Linked DNA regions of Danio rerio: region 1 is linked to region 2. The links are chromatin contacts, called in public Micro-C maps. All regions are on one chromosome and are shown on one strand. Each heading gives the region's core, a stretch centred on a gene start, on an enhancer-like site or on the middle of the called end of the contact. The rest is flanking DNA. Distances are from core to core; before and after follow the strand shown.

Region 1 (4,585 bases), core at 1,820-4,319, 44 kb before region 2:
TGTACAAAATGTAAACCAAATTGATTTGTCATGAAATAGGATCTCTGCTGCCTCATACGTTTGGTTTGTTGTTGTTGTTTTTCATTTTTGGTGGAAGAACAGCTATTCTGAATCATTCCCCTCTAATTATTGTAGTGTCTAATGAGTTTAACTCTGTAGACAAAAAAAGCTGAAACATTTGGTTATTCCAGTACTAATTCACTTTAGATTTAGCCATGTATAGCAATTCAGCCGTGGCAGTAAGTTTGTGTGTGGGGAAACTATAAAAGTGAATGTAGAACAAAGTAATATAAAACTATATATATTGATGCCAAATGGGATAAGTTTGACTGTTATTCAGAATTCAATATGATGCAGTTGTTTATTCGTGGAGAAGCTTAAATTGTCTCAAATCTGGTTCACCTGTGTTGCTTCTTTTTTATTTGACATGCAACTAACTAACTACCTTCATTTTCTTCATTTTCTGTGTGACCTTTCAGTTCTGTCCTCACAGCAGACAGACACCAATGTATAGTAAATGTATAAGAACTGACTGACATGCATAGACACATCTATATATTTGTAAAATCTTGTATTTTACCTTGGGTATAAAAGAATTTTGCTGTGTGCTTTTTTGAGGATTTGTTGATTTAACAAATGGAATGGGTGTTTAAGGGCAAAAAAGACAATGTTCTAAATGTTGAAACATGGGAGACAATAAAACTTTACATTCTTAGGTTTTCTGTATGATTCTCTTTTTTAAGAAGTGATTATCTCTTGGACTGAATGGTATTGATTTAAATGAATTATAGAATCCAATAATAAAAATAAAATAAGGAATCCAACAATAATATATATAATTAATAAATAAATACTAATTAATAGATAAATACAGTACTTTAATGGGCAGAAATGTACAGTGCACAGCATAAGTACAGCTTATTTTGAAAATGAAAATTTGTATCCATTCCTCAGTAAATATTAATTATATATATATATATATATATATATATATATATATATATATATATATATATATATATATATATATATATATATAGGTGTATTTGAACAAAACAGATTCATTAACCATTTATTAAAATGATATTTTAGTCACCAAAACATCTTTAGAAATGAAAAGATAATACAATTAAATTCAAGCAAAATATTGCAACGTATACAAAAATACAAACTACGTTAAAAAATTATATATTTTTTGTTTCTCTTGATTTTTGCCCGTCTTGAACATTTAATATTTAAAATGTAATATTTTTTCCTAACATACATTTGGGCTACTAATTTGTGAACCATTATTTATTTAGTTTGATTAGCTCCAGATTTGGCTTCAGTACTGACTATTTTAATGTATATGCACAAATATATTCTTGTAAAGCTTCCTATAGAAAATATTAATTTAAATGAGAGATTTGTGGGGGGTGTACTCCTATATGCTGAGCACTGTATTTAAATACAATTGAACTCAGAGTGATTAGCCCCACCTTTAAATTTTTTTTTTTTTTTTTAAATATTTCCCAAATTATGTTTTCACTGTACAGTATGTCCGATAATATTTTTTCGTCTGGAGAAAGTCTTATTTCTTTTATTTCGGCTAGAATAAAAGCAGTTTTTTTTTTAAAGAACATTTTAAGGTCAAAGTTATTAGCCCTTTAAGCTATTTATTTTTAGATAGTCTACAGAGCAAACCATCATTATACAATAACTTGCCTAATTACCCTAACCTGTCTAGTTAACCTAATTAACCTAGTTAAGCCTCTAAATGTCACTTTAAGCTATATAAAAGTGTCTTGAAAAATATCTAGTCACACATTATTTACTGCCATCATGACAAAGATAAAATAAATCAGTTATTAGAATTGAATTATTAAAACTATTGTTTACAAAAGTGTTAAAAAAAATTAAATATCTGTTAAACAGAAATTGGGGGAAAAATAAACAGGGGGGCTAATAATTTAGGAGGTCAAAAAATTCTGACTTCAATTGTATGCTGAGCACTGTATATAATAGATATATTTACCCAACGTTCACAAGTAGCATTTTCACTTGATTTTCACTGTATACGTGTGGAGTCTTTATACAAGATATAATATCTATGCGGCGAGCCAGTGGCGCAGTAGGTAGTGCTGTTGCCTCACAGCAAGAAGGTCGCTGGTTCGAACCTCGGCTCAGAGATGGGTTGCGGCTGGAAGGGAATCCGCTGCGTAAAAAAACTTCCTGGAAAAGTTGCTGGTTCATTCCGCTGTGGCAACCCCGGATTAATAAAGGGACTAAGCCGACAAGAAAATGAATAAATGAATGAATAATATCTATGCATATTGCATTTTAGGGTGGATGGGGGTAAATGGCATCTAAAAGATTGAAAACCCCTGCATTATGACAAGCAGCTTTTTATAGACTCAAGACTGAATTATGCCGACAGAGGGCACTGTTGCATTTCTAACTAAAGTTCACCTTTTCACTGACATCTGCTTGTAGTATAGAATATGTATAAAGCCAAAGGCTCTATACATCCACAAACCACGTGTCTTTATGTTATTCTCATGGATAGACGGTCCACAATATTTTCCACAAGATGAAATGAGAGCACTCGACTTTGCTGTCTAAGAGTGATTTAATTTGTTTGACAGGGAAGCAAAATGTATGCAAATCACTACAGCACTGCCCACTAGATTTGAACCAAAAAGCTAATATAGGATTCGAGCTCAAACTGCCTAAGAAGAATACTTGGTAGATTACTGTAAATAACTTTAAAATAATTCTCAAATTACAGTATGTGTTTAGAAAACTGCTTTTATTGTCTCCATGGTTGCCAAACAGACCTGTATGTTTAATAAACAACCTGCGACGATGTGTGTCAATATTAATATTTGTGCCTGAGCTGTGTTATGTTATCCTCGTCACCAGCGGGTGACACACGTCAGGCTCAAGCGGTTCCGATTCACCTGAGCCAGTCTCACAACCTCACCGCTCATGCGAGCTCCCGACGCACACCGCATGCGCAGAACGTCAGCAGGCTGTAATGCACTGCATCCTTGAGCGTCGCTGCAGCGCTGGCCGCGCAGAATGCCGCTGACACCAACACACACCTTCTCTAGGATACACGCACCTGCCGCAACAGGGGAAAAAACTAGTGCTTATTTCCCTTACACTGTTTAAGGTAAGTTCTTTAACCCAGTTTAAAGTGTATGCTTAGTCGTATACATTTCGTTCAGCCTTTACTCTTTTATCTGCGGCTGACGGATTTTGTTTGCTCTAGCGATGTCCTAGAGATACACATATACCTTGCGTTCAGACTCATTTAACGGCTTGATTATATTGAAGGCATCATTTTAATAGTCTTCCCTTGAAAGCACCACATAGGTTAAATATCATTTTTAATGACTATGTATATGTATGTATGTATGTATGTATGTATATATATATATATATATATATATATATATATATATATATATATATATATATATATATATATATATATATATATATATATATGCTATCACACTGTGATGTAAATATTAACGCATGGGTTTTATTCATTTATTGATTGTACTATTTGAGTCTTAACTCTCATGTCTGATCGATCCATCAGTGTTTCCGTCTCATTAACACTCAGGTTTGATCTGTAGCCTTCAGTGTGGTCGCTGTCACCCTACAGGATGCATCACTAAAGATCACAGTAATGGTGTAACCTCACTCGTCCCATGAGTCAGCTCCCCTGTAATCTGAACATGTTGTTCAGACTTTAATAAGAAAAGTATACCATGGTTCCTGCTCCAAAGCCCTCCTTTATTTAACAATGTTGTGCTTGCATGGTCAGTAAACATTACATCATCTGAAATCTGTCTTAGTCACAGCAGGCTGTATTTTATGAATGTACATTGACAAGAGAAAAGTGTAAAGTACGAATGTATACGTTTGACTGATTCTGTTGCTTATCAGCTTGCCCCATCAGAGACCCTTAGGGCTATTACTAGTGCTTTTGTGCTGCTTTGTCAAAGATTGTGATGTGCTTTATTGTAATCCTCTGAAGCCAGCTTCTTTAGTAACCCATCCCATTTCTCATGGTGAGATGAATTGTAGACAATCCATTCAGGAGTTGTGGAACAAAGCTTAGAGAAAAGTTTTCCCTCAGGGTGAGGTCAACGGGGGAGGGTGCTCGTCTGTTGTCATATTGCCACGGTAACACACCCTAAAGTAAGGGAACTCGATTGGCAAAAGCCCCCTAAAATACCCACTTGATTGATTACGGTGTAACACTATCATTGCACGACTGTGAATTTGTGTATTGTTTTGGAATTCTGACAGTTTAGCCTTTCCTTTTTTAGGAAAATTTTTTTACCAGTTTAGCTTTTCCATTTTGGGGTGATAGAGTATTAGTGATGTTCATACACAATTAAAAAAAAAAGTTTTCATAGAGATGCTTGTATTTTTGGATCCTGTTTATGTGATGAAAAGGTTCCATTGAAGTTAAAGATTTTTCATCCTGGAACCACTGATGTCAATCATGTTCTTTTTTATTTTTGAATGATTAATACAAAAAAAAAATACAAATAGACTTTAAAGGTCTAATATTTATTAATAAAAA
Region 2 (4,741 bases), core at 134-2,633:
TGGACTTAAAATGCATAACAGTAAAATTTTTACTTACTAAAATCAGAGTTCATTCTTTTGACATCACAAAGTGTTTTGGAAGAAAACGCTTAATGTGATGTTTTTCACTTTAACTGTGGAATTGGGGCTCCCTCTTTTTACAGTAGTTGAGGTTAATTGCAAGTAAAGATTGACAAAAATTTGGGTTTCTATGGTTGATGTTTATTTCCCAGAGAGGATTTGCAGCTGGAAGGGCATCCACTGCGTAAAACATATGCTGGATAAGTTGGCGGTTCATTGCGCTGCAGCAACCCCAGATTAATAAAGGACTAAGCCGAAAAGAAAATGAATGAAAAGTTAATGTTTAGGTACATTAAGCCATGTTAAGTTTTTTTTTCACTTTAACTGTTTTAGAATGTGCCAGAATCTTCAACCCGTGGCACTTAAACTCACTAAGCTTAATTTATTTATTTTATGTTACACATTATTATTCTGAAGCTATATGTCCAAACATAACTTGCCTATTTTTAAACATTTTATTCTTTGTCTGAGCACAACACGGTGGCATAGTAAATAGCACTGTAACCTCACAGCAAAAAGGTCGCTGATTCGAGCCTCAGGTGGATCAGCTGGCATTTTTGTGTGGATTTTGCATGTTTTCTCCGTGTTGGCATGGGTTTCCTCTGGGTGCTTCGGTTTCCCCCACTGTAGTGTATGTGTGTGAATGCAAGGGTGTATGGATGTCTCCCAGTACTGGGTTGCAGCTGGAAGGGTTTCCTCTGCGTGATAACATATGCTGGATAAGTTGGCAGTTCATTCCACTGTGGTAACCCCTGTTTAATAAAGGGACTAAGCAGAAATGAAAATGAATGAGTTTTTTTTAGTTTCTGAGAAACAAACAAAAATTTCCATATTTCATAAAATAATGCCTATCTTGCATATTTGAACATAACATTAAGAAAACTTGAAATAAACTGCATTTTGTTTTGTTTTGTTTTTCCCTTTTCATCTTCAGTGTCTTGTCCGTAGGGTATTTATCAAGCCAACCATGGTTTTCTATTGACAGTGGTCACCTTTTTTTTGTTGAGCCACACCCATTGTTTAGTTGCGTGGGTGTGTGCGTATGAGTGAAAGTAAAATGCAAATCAGGTATGGTGAGGCAAACAAGAGTAAACCCATACCTAGCACTGACAGAAAAAAGCACAAAAATATTGCCTATTTGTGTTGCTGCTTTTTTAACACCTTAAAGGCACTTGCAACACACCACTGTAGGTCTGGGCAAACACTTTTTTTATTATTCTGCCAGAGTTTCTTTTTCATTAATGTTTCCTCTACTAGAATGCCACCTGCTGTTGATTGTTTGAAATAGCATTACCAGTACTGGCTAATCCTGGCACGAGAAACTTTTCCCACCGCCTGACTTTTATGGTGGTCTCTATTCTAGCTCTCCAGTTGTCATGGTAATGCTGTTCCAGTCAAGAACTATTTACCCTTAAAAGGCACTTTCATTTGAATCGCTCTAAATATCAAACTACTGTACAACTTAACGGAGTGAAAACACCTCTGTACCATTGCAAGAGATAGTTCTCCCGCTAAATTTATTTGACTTCTGACAACATTTAGAGCCCCTCTAATGTTGTTCCCAACCTATGACTGTGAAAACAAAAAAATAAGTACTTTTTATTAAGATCATAATCTTAAATAAATTTAAAAAGCAACATTAATTATACTATTGAACAAAGAGTGAGGATGTGATATTTATGAAGGTGAATGAATTAAGTTTTTTTGGTGCAACTACAATTTTATTTATTTTAATTGTATTTCTTATGAAAAAAAAAATCAGTCTTTGCAGCAAGCTAAATGTTGTTATGCTGATGTTAACTAAGGATAGAAAACCGAGCATATCTTTTTAAAGCGATTCTTGTCAAAGTAATACATTTAAAGTTTTTCTCACTACACAAATGATGTGAAATTAAAGCAAGCCTTACAGTGCAAAAACATGTATACTACAATACAACACAATTAAGAAAATCTATAAACAAACCAGGGTATGGTTAGGCCTTATCTGCAAAACAGACAATAATAAGTGCAGTTAACAAATCAAGTGCAACTAACAACAATAACAAAAATAAATAAATAAAAACTAGGATAAAAACAAAAATCTTCACTGACTGAAGTGTGAAGACAACTATTGCACAAGAAAACTGCACACCAGACCTGATATTACCCACTATGAAACAGTGCTGAGTGCAAATACAAAAAGAAAATTGATTGAATAAACAGTGTTTATGCACACTCAAATTTGTGTGTTAAATAAAATACGTGATAATTTACTGTCAACATATTGGTGCATTTTATGAATTAACTGCCTGCTTCTATTATTAATTAGGTTTTCTTTTTGGAATTTCAAATTACAATTTATTTTTGTTATTTTACATAAAATATATTTGAATTTTACAAAGAAATGTGCCACATTTGAGAAATTATATGCTCAACACTGTCAGCGGTTTATGGTGAAAGTCCTCAAATAACAATCTCGTACTTGCAATGTCACTCAGATCTTTGTTCCTGACCATTTTGTCAAGCATTGAACAAGCAATGAATCACTGTCTCACTGTCTAATCGATCCAACCCAGGCTCATTCTAAAAACGTACCTCTATATACAATTCTGGAAAGCGCCAGAGACATTTATTTATTTATTTTTTTGCAGTTTTTGTTTTCACGAATCCACCAGAGGCCGCTGTGTACACTTTTTTTAGATCTCAAATTTCTCTTGCGTACCATTTGCGCCTGCTCTTCTATCGTAAATTCACCAGAGGCCACTGTCGACTGACTGTTTGACTGACTGACTGACTGTCTGACTGACTGACTGACTGACTGACTAATCGACTGACCCACCCTCCTCTTTCCCTAAATCCAACCGATAGTATTTTCAGAAGCACTGATTGACCCATTTATCTGTGACTGATCATAGTGTTTTGGATCATCATTGTTAATCAGTATTAATACGAGTCATGTTAATTATGGTTCAATTTACTTAAGTCTACATATATAGACCAATAAAATGTATATATAGAGACATCAAAACTTTCATTTATTCATTCATTCATTCATTTTCTTTTAAGCTTAGTGCCTTTACTTCAAATTCCAAAAAAAATTCTTTAAACTGGAAGTGTTCCACAAATCATTAAATTATTCTTAGTTTACAGTAAGAAATGTTTATTTTTAAGAATTGTTGACAAAAGGTTCTTTGTGGAACTAAAAGCCGTTCTTCTGTGGCATTAGTTGCAAAAACCCTCATTTGCAACCTTTACTTTTAAAAAACGTGCAATATTTAACATTGTATTTTAATCTACATATAATATGGACTGTTTCTCTATGAATACATCAGAGTAAAGACTATTTTGTTTTTTGCCTATTGTCTAGGGCAGCAACTAGATCTCAGAGGTTAGATCCACTTATTTTCATTAATTAATTCATTCATTTACTTTTCACTAAGTCCCTTTAATTATCCGGGGTTGCCACAGCGGAATGAACCGCCAACTTATTCAGCACATTTTCTACACAGCATATGCCCTTCCAGCCGCAACCCATCTCTGCGAAACATCCACAAACACTCATACATTACGGACATTTTAGCTTACCTAATTCCCCTGTACCACATGTCTTTGGACTGTGAAGGAAAAAGAAGCACCCGGAGGAAACCCACACGAAAAAGAGTGAGTAATGCCATGGATTCAGCTGTCAGAGAAAACAGACAATGGCAAACATATTCAATAAATATCCAATAAGTCCTTTTGGATTAAAGCCAAAGGTATAAATACAGTGCTTTGTTCATTTGTTTCTGTAGTAAAGGTGCTTTCATTCACCAAATAAATCAAGAGTATCTGGTATCTTATTTGTTGTTGTTTTTGTTTTCCCCCAACAAGAAGTAACCTTTAAACCACAGAAAAACAATGTGAACATAAACAGCAAAACCTTATGTCTTATGTCACACATGTATATTTTTGACAGTACCAAAAATAGTCAAAAGTATAATGTTTTAATGGCAATAAATCTTCTGAATATGAACTTAATTTAGACATATTTAAACGTCAATTTTTTACACATTTTAACCCTCAGATTCCACATCTTTCATTCCACAAAAGTTGTATCTTAGTCCTACCCAAACATTGTCATATCCTAATAAACCTCACATCAAATGAAAGTTTATTTATTCTATAGTTTTCTCATACACAAATCTTAATAAAAAATAAATAAATAAAAAAAAGTCTTATGACTGGTTTTGTAGTCCGAGGTCACATACTCATTCAAATCTAAACAATGTAGTTCACCTAATTTCCAAAAGGAGGCACTACAACATAAGACAATCAAATCTGATCAAAATGACTTACTATCCATAAACAGAAATTGTGAAAATAGACCTGCTGCCTATGAAAGAGATGTGTTCAGGCTTTCAGTCAGAAAACTTGCCAATGCCAAATGACCACATCAGTTTATTACATTGAACATGAAGATTTTTATCATTAATCCGCTTCACTGTTGCATTATTCGCAGAGATTTTATGAGTTCACTATTGCACATTCCAGCCCACATGTTCAGAGAAATTGTTTGTAAATGGTTTAATAACTTTTGTTGGTCCAAAACTATTTTCTGCAATAATGTCAGTATATTAGTAGTAGAAGAAGTAGTAGTAGTAATACCAGTGCACTGTAAAACCTAACAATCAACTTTATCAAATGAAATGAGTGTGGTTAACTC

What was found. A called contact is a pair of places that touch in the nucleus more often than the background predicts.
Region 1: a Micro-C map of caudal fin shows a contact between it and region 2, with 18 times the contacts expected there. The contact joins the promoter of fhdc1 here to the enhancer-like site in region 2. A contact is called at or near these places in 2 of 18 Hi-C or Micro-C datasets (caudal fin and an unstated tissue) and 1 of 4 datasets of contacts at active chromatin or transcription factors (caudal fin).

What each region holds. Positions count from the first base shown.
Region 1 is chr1:27,057,327-27,061,911 of GRCz12tu, reverse strand. It overlaps fhdc1 (FH2 domain containing 1), which reads left to right and starts at 3,069. Exons shown (of 12, transcript XM_001920021.7): 1 at 3,069-3,154. It also overlaps a transcript of arfip1 not described here.
Region 2 is chr1:27,011,738-27,016,478 of GRCz12tu, reverse strand. No RefSeq gene overlaps it. Among named protein-coding and RNA genes, the nearest start is that of trim2a, 25 kb to the right of the region's middle. Within about 2 kb of position 1,383, at least 2 of the 62 cell types and tissues checked have an H3K27ac peak or open chromatin away from gene starts, as enhancers often do. A contact at or near this core is called in caudal fin, where this site is marked.